Linked DNA regions of Mus musculus: region 2 is linked to region 1. A link is a contact called in public HiCAR-type data. All regions are on one chromosome and are shown on one strand. Each heading gives the region's core, a stretch centred on a gene start, on an enhancer-like site or on the middle of the called end of the contact. The rest is flanking DNA. Distances are from core to core; before and after follow the strand shown. Region 1 has its middle 39 kb from the start of Gm38456. Region 2 has its middle 48 kb from the start of Gm32196.

Evidence for each region. HiCAR-type assays count read pairs that join an accessible place to other places.
Region 2: a contact with region 1 is called in a HiCAR-type map of fibro-adipogenic progenitors, with 4 times the contacts expected there. The contact joins two enhancer-like sites. A contact is called at or near these places in 1 of 484 Hi-C or Micro-C datasets (bone marrow-derived macrophages) and 1 of 115 datasets of contacts at active chromatin or transcription factors (fibro-adipogenic progenitors).

The regions. Positions count from the first base shown.
Region 1 is chr16:24,331,542-24,338,272 of GRCm38.p6, reverse strand. No RefSeq gene overlaps it. Among named protein-coding and RNA genes, the nearest start is that of Gm38456, 39 kb to the right of the region's middle. Within about 2 kb of position 3,647, at least 14 of the 459 cell types and tissues checked have an H3K27ac peak or open chromatin away from gene starts, as enhancers often do. A contact at or near this core is called in fibro-adipogenic progenitors, where this site is marked.
Region 2 is chr16:25,222,422-25,229,152 of GRCm38.p6, reverse strand. No RefSeq gene overlaps it. Among named protein-coding and RNA genes, the nearest start is that of Gm32196, 48 kb to the right of the region's middle. Within about 2 kb of position 4,137, at least 12 of the 459 cell types and tissues checked have an H3K27ac peak or open chromatin away from gene starts, as enhancers often do. A contact at or near this core is called in fibro-adipogenic progenitors, where this site is marked.

The DNA.
Region 1 (6,731 bases), core at 2,398-4,897:
TGTGGTGACTTACATACCTCGTCACCAGCAATGATAAGTCAAGAAAGGCTCTTCTCATGTGTGTGGCCTTTCTTCAGACATTTATTTATTCTGTGCTGGGACTGAACCCACGTCTTCATGCATGCTCAGCAGACGTTTTACCATTGAGCATCACAACAGACACACACACACACACACACACACATCCATGGTCATGCTTGCTGTGTTCACACGGTACCATTCCCTAAACGCAGATTAGATCAGGAGTGAAAAGAAATGGAGAGCTGGAGAGAAGTCACCCAGGCTCTAGGCTCACCTCTAAATAGCCCACCAGAGACGTCATCACTGCTCTTTCCACTCACGGAGAGCAGAGAGGTCAGGAGTAGGCCACCTATGTAGCACCCCACCTTGAAGCAATTGTCTAAATGGAGAAGGAGGAAGGAAGAGACCTTCCACACCTAGACATAAGGCATATATAGAGAAATTGACTCTTCTATCCAACAGCTGTCTTGCCAATTCCATTGGGATAACATTTCTCCAAACTGCATATCAGAGGGGAAGAAACTAGTAACCTTTGAGAGGTTATTCTGTGGAGTGGCTGGGATTCTTCAGTAGGTAAAAGTGCTTGCTGCAAATGCATACTGATGTCCCTCCACCCCCACCCCTGCCACCATGTTCAAGTCCTTGGAAATATCTAAATGTGGAAAGAGAGAACTAACTCCACAGAGCTGGCCTATGCCCTCTACACACACACACACACACACACACACACACACACACTGAAAGATTCAATTTTTTAAAAGCTTGTTTCTTTCTTCCTTTCTTTCAGTGTGTGTGTGTGTGTGTGTGTGTGTGTGTGTGTGTTTCGAGATAAAAGCTTGTTTCAATGTATAATATCTCTATATGGCTAGTTTTTCCCCTGCCCTACCTCACTCTGCAACAATATTCCTTTATAGTAAAGGAAATAATATCTTTGATTTATAAATAAGAGAAACTCAGCCTCAAGGTGTCATCGGGTGGCTAGAGCATAAACTCCACCTTACATTGTGTGTAGGGGGCCGTTTTCTTATTTGCTGTCAACATCCTCTCTAACTAAATATAAGTGCTCGAGAAGAGTGGTTACACACAGTGACAGGCACCAGCGTCTCTGGAATCATTAGGAATCACTGAACTGCAAAATATCGCTGTTCAAAAGTCCTGCTTTCTCCTGTGGGGTGTTTTTCATATCTTATTTTGAAAGCTGAATGTAAATGAGCCCCAGGGACCTCCTCTCACCTGTCCGTGCTCTCTGCGTGATAGTACAGCAGTATCTATTTATTTCAGTCTATTAACAAACACACATCCCAGTTTAGATACATACAAATCACTTGTGTTTGGGGGAGTTAAGGCTGTTTGAAGGTAAAAAACAAAACCCTCTTTAATTGTAGATCTAATGATTTTGCCTTTCTCTAATTATTTTTGACTTGTTACAGTGTGTTCAGTGCCAGATACTCCAGACTAGAAATGGAGAATTCGATTCATTGTGAACTCTTGTGTCTGGACTGCTTCCGATGACCTTGGTAAAAGTGGGCTCTTCCTCCTTTTCTGGACCCATATAACTGAATTGGTAAGGATCTGGGTAAGAGATTAGGTGAGGTTTTTTTTTTTTTTTTTTTTTTTTAAGACACAAATATATGGCGGCTGGAAAGAGCCCTGAAAAACAAGGCACATGTACTGTACTTTGTGTCCCAGCAGGTGCCTAAACGCCGAGAGCTCTTACGAAAAACTAGTTTGGCTGCTATTGTTTGTGTCTCTATGACTGTTGCACTACCTATGACTGAAGCTAACAGTTGTCCCACCTGTACCCTATTAAAGTGCATCATAATCATGTTTAAAGTTAATTAATTCAGCACGAACTGATTAAGCACCCACCTTGCATCACACACACACACACACACACACACACACACACACACACATTTACAGGGATGCATGGCCAGATAAGAAACCTTACACACTCCAGTCAAGTTAAGGAAAGGTAGGCGTGCAAACAGATGTAAGCAGGGTCCTTGTTGATTTGTTCAATTCAACAGCGGATGCTTTGGAGGGGTGCTCTAGCAAGATCTTTGTGAGCCCGACCCTGGAGTCTGCTCTCCAGTGCCCAGATGAAGAAACAGAAGATTGAACTTTAACTGCATAGTCAGGCCCAGCCAGTGATGTTTTAGTATCTGAGCTCTGGCGTTAGGAAAGAACCAGCGTGTATTGAGGATGCAGGGAAAGAGGATATGCACTTCTTTCTCAGGCCCCAGCCACATCATCTGTTGCTTGGTTTTTCAGCACACTGATCATGCTTGACAGCCACTTACCACTAGTAGGTCTCCAGAACTGACTGCCAAGTTGGAAGTATAAAGCAACTTTCTGAAAGAATATGCAGGTGAGAAGGAAGATCATATGAGACTTAAGGCTGGAGAGGCTGTCACAGGGAGCAGCCATTGCTGTCCTTCCTGCAAGGAACTAACCTGAGCACCTAGAATCATGAAAGCAGTGACTAAGCAAAGGGTAGTGTATTATGTCAAGAACTGCTTCCTGAAGCATTTTTAAAATGAGGTTAATTATCATCATAAATAGCTAGAATATTGGGGTTATGCCAGACTAATAATGTAGTTATGATAACATGCTAATAAGTTGAGAAAAATTTAGCTGATTGGTCCATAGGTTTAGTATGGAGAACTCATAGTAGGATGTCAGAGTGGGCTGGCCAACCCTAGCAAGATGGCCACCCAAGAGACTTCTGTTTTCTATGTAGTGGAAGTGAGGCCTGAGGGTCAGGCAGCTGCTCAAGGGGCCATGATTGTGCCTTCGCTGGAATCTTTCCCAGGCTCCTCGGTTTTGATTCAGTCCTATTATTTTGGAGTTGTGAGACTCAGAAAAGGTCACAAACCTTGAAGAAAGCTCATCAATGGAATAAGAGGATGGCATCTCCATCATATCCTTCACAGCATCTTAAGAGGGTCAAATTTGAAAGTGCTAACAAAATGTTCTATAGAGCACCAGCATCTCTTTCCTTGCTGGCTACAGTTGCCAGGTGACCAGCTGCATTATGGTCCCTTTGCCACAGCTCAAGCCTCTAGCTTCACGTTGCATTTTGTCCACCATGAGGAACTTTGCTTGCGCACACTCTGAGCCCAAACAAATCCTCCTGTCCTTAAGCTGCATGTGTCAAGTATTTTGTTGCAGAAATGGAGTAGGCTGTTGCTGTGACAGACCTGGTTATGTGCTTTGTAGGTCTTTGCAGAAAAATATGGAGCACATCGGAGAGGCAGGCTAGAGAAACCTTAGAATTCTGAAAACAAACTTAATCAGACATTCTGGTGGGAAGAGCAGCATATGGAGAGAGATGTGTGCAGCAGAGTCCTGGCTCATGACGGGTCAGCTGGAACAAGGACTGAGTTAGACTTTGAGCTTTTGAACAACATTAGAAATGCTATGGTTTTGAAAGCTCTTACAAATGAATTAAACACATTTCCTATTATGAGAGATCCAGGAGCTTTTGGGGAATCTAATAATTGTAGAAAGTGGGCTTTTATGTCACCTAGACTGGATTTAGATTTACCTAGAAGACATGTGTCTGCATGTGTCTAAGGGGGGATTTCCAGAGAGGGTTAACTGAGGAAGGAGTGTGGGCAGTTCCATTCCATGGACTTGGGTCACAGAATGACTAACAAGGAGAAAGAGAAAGCAGTGCTTGGCTGAGTTGTGAGCTCTGATGCTCAAGCCAAGATCTGTGTATTTAGCACATACTCGGGTTTCCACGTAAGTCCTTCATTAAAGTTTGGATAAGCTCAAACATCCCAATAGAAAACTGGTATGAAGGCTAAGAATATTTGGCAGTTATAAAAACCCAGGAGTGTCTTCATTGACCTGAAAATCCAAATTGTAGGCAGGCCTGATTCGTGTTCTCACAGCGGGAAGAATTGTTGACTTTTTCTTTTTTTTCTTTTTTTTTTTTTAACAGTTTTTAGAAGTTGTCTACTATTTTATATTTCCGTTCTAATTCCACTGTAAGCTCAAGTCACATTTACTCCTGACCTCAGACTATATACCAGGCATGAAGAAGAGTGAAGTGGGCAGAGTCTTGTGAGATAGATGAGGTGTCACACAAATAATTATCCTCCCAGGTATGCCATAGAGAGGAAAGCAGTAGCTTTTGTCTGTGTGGTAGGTGAGAGAAGTGATGTCTACCTAGGAGGCCAGGGAATGACTCATGAAGCCGCTCCCTCAGCCTTCGGAGTTTTAGGCACAGTCTCCTTGATAAGGGAATCTTCTAGATCTTAAGGACCAGGGCAGACCATTTCTTTGAAAACCTTTCGTTATGTAAACCAGATTGCAAGGCCCAAGCTCTCTGTGGCTAGGTCTAAGACTCTCAACCTCCTGGCGTCCCAGTGAATAGCCCTTAGGCAAACCCCATAGACTCTGTTTCTCATCTGGAAAATAGGAGTCATAATATTTACTTCAAGGGTAATGTTGCAATATTTAATTGATGTTTGCAAAACCTTCTGAGATCTACAGATGAAAGGCCCCTGAGAAACACCACACAGTTATTAAAGAGAAGTTAGTGCCTTTGTCAGTTCTCAACAGTAATACATTTCCTCAATATAGGCCCTCTTAGGAGACTACTGGGGTGCACTTCCAGATATGAATAGGAAGAAATATGTTTGCTTAGTTTTCTCATCCTCTCTAGTACTTCAGCATCATCCTAGACAGTTCTATCTTCTTCTTTTGTTTTGTTTTTCCATTTTTGAGGCAACAGACTTGCTTTCTTACTTACTGAGAGTTCCCTGCAGCAGGCTGTGAGTGAGGAGACATCCGTCCCTGTGTATTCAGATATCCACAGAAGACACATATCTTCTAGCAAGCTTCTCGAGTTCAGATATTCACTACTTCCTGCTTTTTGAACTAAGGTAGAAACATCATGCTCATCTGGGATACCAGTGACATCTTCATTGCTTGCAAAACACAGATCTATTGTGTTCAAAACATGGACTTTGGTACTCTTCATGTCTCCGTTCTAGAAAATTGATGGATTCTTTTGTCTGTGATTCTTTAGTCAGGAGAAGGAGACTCCATCTTGTTGATTTTGTTTCCTTCTGCTTTGGTGACTTCTTTTTTTTTTTTTTTACAAGTTAAAATCAGGCTTATTTTATTTTGCTTTTTGTGGTTCCTAGTTGGCCCAGGGCCTTGCCAGTATTAGGCAAGTGCTGTATCACTGAGATGCACTTCCAGCCCCCCTTTAACTTTTAACTGGAGACAATCTTGCTAAATTGCCAAGCTGGCCTTGAACTTGCAGTCGTCTTGCCTCAGCCTCCTGAGTTCTATCTAGGGTTACAGTCCTGTGCCACAGCGCCTTTTTGATCAGGTTACTTTACACAAAGGTCAAGCAATCCTTTTCTGGATTCTTAGCACTGCAGGTAGGATAAATGTAGGCAAAAGAAGAAATGTTAAAGCCAACTCCAAGGAGAAAGAATAGAACCAAGTTTCTAACTACTGAAAGGAGAACCAGCTACAACAAAGAGATGGGGCAGTATGCGAGCTCAAAGACTATGCACCTCCGGCAGAACAAGCTGTGCTATCTTAAGGTTGTCTCCTGCTGTATGCCCTCATGGCTCTGTTCCTTGTCATCTTCAGTTTGAACCCAGACCAACAGAGCAGCCAAACTTTTGTATGCTGACTAGCAAGGGTCAGGGTACATAAGCCTCAAACATAGTGGAACACCTCAACTTGGTGACTTCTTTTGAGGTTTCCTTTCTATAGATGGTTCGAGAATAAAAATGAGGATTACTTATATTTGTGTTAATTTTCTCAAGCAGTTATCTTGAGAATAATAGGGTCATATATATGAGAATGCTTTGCAAACCATTTAGGGTGCATAGGCACAGTTGGAGGGCAGTGGATTATCAGACACACAATGTCAAAAACAAACCAATTAGTACAGACAATGATGTAGATAAGTATGGAGAGAAAATTAATGTTAGGGTATTGGCACTCCTCCTCTGTTTTCAAGTTACTGCAAAAATGTCATTTGCAAGCTTCTGTCTGCTGATCATCTGGCCTGTGAGCACCTGCAGCAAAGGGGAATTCACTACCGCCCATGCAATCTACGCTATCATTTTGAAGCTCCTTATTGATTCAAAAATCTCTTGTCACAGTGGATCAGCTTCCACCACTGGCTTGTGATTCTTGCCCCCCCTTTTTTGCTATTTGCCTGTCACATATTCCCACTTTACTGTGTCTCTAGGTTTCTCATGATTCCAGAGGTATTATCAATGCTTTGTCCAACGACGGGCCAAGCAGCGGCAGCAGAGTGGTGGGAAGTGCTGGGTGCCTGTGTTCTCAAGGATACAAGGAACAGTGCGACTAGGATATGTTTTATCGCCGAGATGAGAGTCAGCTATTTCAGCACCCAGTGCTGCCAGCACCTCAGACACAGCTGGAATGGAGACGTGCAGTGAACGCTTTGCCGTTTGTCAGAGGAGTCTTTTTATCTCTCCACATCACTGTAGCTCTGAAATCAATGCTTTAACAGTCATGCATATGAAGCAGCACTGCAAAGACCACGTAACTTTCAGCTACTCCTTCTACTCTTCGATGTATGGAATCCCACTGCGCCTCAGACTTCAGATGGCCTTGACACCGATTGGAATGTGGGTGTGAGTGGGTGCTGCCCTCACACTTTTATTTGCAGCTCTTTCTTGTACCCAACCACCAAGTTACAA
Region 2 (6,731 bases), core at 2,888-5,387, 890 kb before region 1:
CTAAATCCTTCTCTCTCTCCCCTTGCCCACAAATCTTTTTTTTTAATTTCTTTTTTTATTAGGTATTTATTTCATTTACATTTCCAATGCTATCCCAAAAGTCCCCCACATGCTCCTCCACCCACTCCCCCACCTACTCACTCCCACTTCTTGGCCCTGGTGTTCCCCTGTACTGAGGCAGATAAAGTTTGCATGACCAATGGGCCTCTCTTTCCACTGATGGCCGACTAGGCCATCTTCTGATACATATGGAGCTAGAGACACGAGCTCTGGGGAGTACTGGGTAGTTCATATTGTTGTTCTACCTATAGGGTTGCAGATCCACCAAGCCATTAGAAACCAGCAACTTTATTTACCAGTCAGAACCAACTGGGGACAGGAACCCTCAGCATCTTATATGTGGATACTCCTGCAATTTTGGAAACCCAATTAGCATATTAGAAGCATTGGACCAAATCTACAACACTAATGCACATATGAACTCACAGAACCTATACTGGCACACACAAACCCTACACAGGTTCAAACAAGACAATATCCCAGCACTGAGAGGAGGAACTAGACACAAAATCCCACCCTTAACCCAGAAGTTAGTTGAAATTGAAGCCTGCTGAGGAAGGGAAAATCATTTTTGTTTTCTCCAAGGGATTGTCTCAACCACACTTGAGGGCAGGCCCATGCCCAGGACTAGTTGGCTAACCTCAAACCAGCTGCATGGTGTGGAGAGAGGAGAGGAAGGGAGGGAAGAATTGGAGGAGGAAAGGGGTGAGGAAGAGACTGTGTGTGTGTGTGTGTGTGTGTGTGTGTGTGTGTGTGTACACAACATTACTTAAAGTTCCATGAGAACCTAGGTTTGAGCTTCACCACTAGGCAGAAAATAATCAAAACTGTCCATGGAGCTTTGTAGAAGAATGATCAGATGAGCTACCTGTTAGAATTTGGGGGAAATCTCTCCTTAGCAAGTGTTGCTGGAAAAACCACACACACACACACACACACACACAAACACACACACACACTTAAAACTAAATCCCCTTCTTCCTCTCTGTTCAAAAATCAAAGGAGAGCAAATGCCAAAATCTTGGCTCTTAACCTTAGAACCCCCTGAACAAAGCAAGAGAGACCCCCTGGGAGACTTTCTGAGTGTGTCCCCAATAGCTCAAAAAGGGAATTACATCAAATTACAAGTCTTCTGCTCAGGGATGGAATCAACACAATGAGGAGTCAGTCTGCAGAAGGAGAAAAATATTTACCAGCTCTTCATCCAAGAGACGATGAATATCCAGAATATATTTAGAAACTTAAACCCCAAAAGAACAAGCAATCCAATTAAAGATATGGGTAATTTAACACAAAGGAGAAAGAGGGGGGGAGAAGGAGAAGGAAAGGAGGAGGAAGAACAAGAAGGAAGAGGAGGAGAAGCAGCAGCAGCAGCAGCACAAATAGCTAATAATTGTACAAAAAATAAAATCTTCAGTCAGAAGAGAATCGCAACTCAATTCACAATGAGATTCTTTCTCAAACATAGTCCAAATGTCTATCAAGAATACAAAAACTTGGGTTGGGGATTTAACTCAGTGGTAGAGCACTTGCCTAGCAAGCACAAGGCCCTGGGTTCAGTCCTCAGCTCTGAAAGAAAAAGAATACAAAAACAAAAATATTAATATTGAAGAGGATGTGAGACAAGGGAGCCCTTATAAACCAATAGTGGAAATTTAAGTTAAACAGGAACTATGGAAATTAGAATAGAGATTCCTCAAAAACTAAAATATAGAACTATATTATAATCCAGCCATGACACTCCTTGGAATCAATGCCATCATACAATGGAGATATCTGCACAGGCAACACTCTTCTCAATAACCAAGACTGTGAATCACCCTCTGTATCAATCAACAGGTGAGTGGATGAAGAAAATGGGATGTATATATATATAAATCTCATGACAATCCCAGAAAATGAGGGGTGTGAACTGTAGGTCATTATGCTATACAAAATAATCTAGGCTCAAAATATAATTATATATTATTCCTTTAATATGCAGGATCTACAGGGAGAACGAGTTAAAAGAGAAGAAGAAGGGATGGAAAAAAGGGGTAGACCAAAGTATATAACATACATGATGAAAATAGTGAACCTATTATTCTATAAAATTAATATCGGATAAAATAATAAATATGGAAAAGATAATCTACTGTGGTGAATCCTCACATAATTTACATTCTTAATTAAGCTAAGATCAAGGATAAAAACTTAAATAGCCTTTGTTGACTGTGCACTACCCACCAAGTGGTATAATATTTATCTTCAATACAAAACCTGGGAGGTAGACATAATTCTCATCTTTCAGAGGAACAAGAGACTTTATCTACCAATTCATTTAATAAGTCAGCATACTAGTATATTAAGCACTTTGACTGTGCTACCACAGAGAGTGTCTCTTATGTGCTATCACAGGGGGTATTATTTAGCCTTCTAGCTAGCTTTTCTATATTATTATTATTATTGTTGTTGTTGTTGTTGTTGTTGTTGTTATCTTCTCCAAAGCCTAGGAACTGTGATGAGCCATTATCATTCCCAGCTTGAGGACATAATAGTGTATGAGAAGAGTGAAGCTGGCACAATGCATATTAGAATGACAAGACAGATACCAGGCCCTCAAGATGTCCCTATATCTGTTCCTTTCCCAAGGTACATATATATATATACATATACATATACATATACATATACATATACATATACATATACATATACACATACACATACACATACACATACACATACACATACACATACACATACACACACACACACACACACACACACACACACACACACACATACACATACATATACATATACATATGCTGCTTTTCTTTGGATTTGTTGTTGTTGTTGTTGTTGCTTTGATAAACACCATGACCAAAAACCACCTGAGAAGGAACGTGTTCATTTCATCTTACAGATTAGTCCATTGCTGAGGGATTTCAAGGCAAGAACTCAAAGCAGGAAGCTACAACAGATTCCACAGAGGAACGCTCCTCACTGGCCCTGCTCCCAGGCTAGCATTTTTTCTCTCCAATAACTCAAGTCTATATCCAGTTGACAGCTAACGCAAACTAGGAACCGTACCCCTTGACAATTTGATACACCAACATCAACATATCACCTTAAGCTATAACCTTTTCTTTCTTGTTAGTCTTCAAGAACTTACGTGACTATCATAACTTAAATAAGTACATTAAAAGTCCCACACTCTTGACAAACCGGTAACGCCTACAAACTACAACAATGGCCAGAATAAAAAGCAAGATATCCCAAAAGATACAATAGTAGAACTTATACCTTGGGGGTAATTCAAACGCCTCAGACTCGGACTTAAGGCCTAACTAGAAGGCAATTCATGCCTAACACTGTAAACTTAGGCAACCAGCCATAGATGATAAGGCCATGGAACCTAAAACACCTGCTGTTACCATTCCCCTAAACCAGTAAACTTTCTCACTGCAGTCTAAATAACATATTCACTTAACTTACTTTTACCTTATACACCCAGATAAGTATTGTTTTCACCCAACATCAATGAGATCACTACAGAAAAGCCACTACCGGCCAGAGATGCTTCTCACTCCTGACTAATACATTACATCATAACCCTTCCATCTAACACTTAGGACACATCACAGAAGAAACGCAAGGAGATAGTAAGACTACTGCTATCTGCTGTAGGACTACTAAGACTACTGTGACATAATCTCTTCTAAAAAGAAAAAAAAGAAAAAGAAAAGGAAAAAGAAAAAAAGAGGGGGAGCACAAAGTGAGAGGGCAGGGGGAGGGGCTCCTCTGGGAAGAGTTGAGGAGAGGACTGAGGAGGTAAATAGGGTGAAGATATAGATATATTCTATGAGATTTCCGAAGAATTATTTCAAAAATAACATACTTTTGCTAGTTCAGTGTCTCTTTAAAGTGCTTTAACTGTGACTCCTGTAAAACCAAAAAGAAATTAAATACTTTCTTTTCCAAGAAAGGAGGAGAAGCAGGGCATAATTACAATCAGATCAACATAAAACAGAAGTCCAGTAAGTCACTCTGTGTCACATCTGGGACTCACTCATGACCTAGTTTCAAAAGGCTTGGTAGCTCAGCTCTGCCAGCCATAGCTGTCTAAGAGTCTCAGGCCATCTCTTTAAAACAGCAGCCACTCCTCTTGGTGGATGTCCTATGGTTCTCACTCCAGAATTCTGGGCTCCTCACTAAAAATGATACTTTTACCAATTCCCTTTCCTCTTCTTTCTTCAGAACTTGTCACATGCCAAATGTCAGCCACTCTCCATATCCCTCCTTGGTCTTGCATCACTTGTGCCTTCAAAACGAGTGCTAGATGGGTGATCCTTATACAGAATTAAGTTCAGCTTCCAACTTTAGATGTAGAAAGAGCCCCACATCCATAGCCATTACTAGTACAGCAACTACTGTACACTAACCCTGTGGAAATACTTCCCGAAAGATTTCACCTCAATGATGCTAATCTCTTGTTAATCCTGATTTCTCATCCCCAGATGAGCAGCATCAGTTGTCCAGGAAAGAGATTTTATTCCTAGGTTCTAGTCTCTTGTCAGTCACAGATGATTCTCCAGCCCCTGCTGACCAAACACCAGATTAATTCAAATATATCACACAAAGATCCTCAACAGAGACTTTTCTTCCCTCTCAAACTTGAGGAGCCGGGCCTTCGTCATCTTGATTTCTCTGAGCATTCTTATAGTTAAGTTCCCATGCAACAGCCTAGTAAGGTCTAAGCACTCAACATCTTTTTCAGCTCAGATCTCCAAATGGTTCTACAGTGCTACCCCCAAAGCAGGTTCATCGCAGCCACAGGCTTCTCTCTCGGTACCACTGTAATAAAGCACTGAGCAAAAGCATTTTAGGAATCAATGGGTTTATTTCATTGTGAAGGTTTCAGTCCTTTGTTGATGTAAGTCAGCAATGAAACTAAAGCAAGGCTTTGTTTATTGCTGTAAAACAGAAACCACCGAGTGAGGAATTCTGCTTACTATCGGGCTGTTGCGTTTGTGTTCAGCTATCTTTCTTGTATCACCAGGATTTACCTGCCCAGTGATGGCACTGTACACAGTGATCTGGCCCTCCTACAGCAATTGGCAATCAAGAAAAATGCCCCTGGTCACGCATAGCACTCAATATGATTGAGGCAATCCTCCAGTTGAGAGTCCCTCGGATAAGTAAGCATCCTTTTAAAATGATCTCTATTTTATATCAAGTTTGTGGGGTTTTTGGTATTTATTGATGTTGTATTCCTAGCAATCTGTTACTGTGTTATGTTTTATAGATATAAAGATAAAAAGTTATGCATTCCTGCATTGCGTTATCTTAGAGGTATTTCATAAGGGCACAAGTATAGACACAGCGCATTACAACAGGAATAACTGTTAACAATATAAGGTAGAGACTGGAAGATTTGCATTGGCATCATGCAAACATTCCTTTTCCTTATTGATTCTCTTCTGCACTGGCCTTATCAGTGAGACTCTCCCTGGTTTCTTTCTTGAGCTAGTTTCCTTTTATAAAGTTTCTTAATGAGCTCCTGTTCTAAATTACATATCCCAAATTTCAGTTTCTCTTGGTTCTTAAATAAGGCACTTTGGCTTTCACCAAAGTGGAAGAGTGTCTTACCGACAGATTTTGATACAATCAGCCAGCCAGTTGACTCCTCCCCCAGCAAGGTATCCACCAGGACCAGGCAGTCTCTACCAGTGCAGGGATCGAGTATATCCCTGCAGCTGAATCCTGCTAACTACATCCCACATGAAGTTTAAGCTCTGAAGCCAAGAATGAAGTCAGGTTATGAGAGGCCAGGCAGTTGAAGAGAACCTAGAAACCACACGTAGATAATATATATTTTGTTCATACTAGGGGAAGGCTTGCTGGGCAGGCAGACATCCAGTGCACACTGTTACACGCAGGCTACACATAGGGAAGCACACAGGAACAGACCAGCATATAGGTAAAGCCATATGGATACAAAGTTTTGAAAGGTGGCATTCTATCAGAAGTGGTTATATTATAGATTACACCACAGTTTACCCTTTGGTTTCCAGGATTTCTAATGTCCATTATTCATAGACCTTTGGTTGTACAGCCACCTTGGCCCAGGCTGAATATGAGCACCATGCTGTCCAAATGTACACTGTTCTTTATAACCCTCTGTTTCTTCTCGTAGACAGGCAAGCTCCAGGAATATGAGGAGGAGAAAAGAAAGGTATTGGTGAATAGGATAGGACAGAGACGCAGAGTTTACTGGAATAGTTATATCCAAAGAGCTTGGTTGCTAAGAACTGGGATGATAAACCAAGTAGAGAGTATAATCTTCAAGTTTCCCAAAGAAACTTTGCAAAAATAAAAATTGTTTTCATGGAAAAAGAAAACACCACCACCAACAGCAACAAGAACAAACAAACAAACAAAACATGACGGTCTTTTCTCAGGGTTCCAACTGCTATAAAAACATAATGTCTCCGGGGGGTTTTAAAGAGCAATAACTCAGTAGTTAAGAGTACATACTGCTCTCACAGAAGACTGGAGTTTGGCTCCCAACACCCTTCTCAGGCAGCTCACAGTGACTGATAACCCCATCTTCAGGAGTTCCAACACTCTTCTGACCTCCAAAGTTACCTGTGTGTGTGCACGCACACAGGTGTGCATTCATGTTC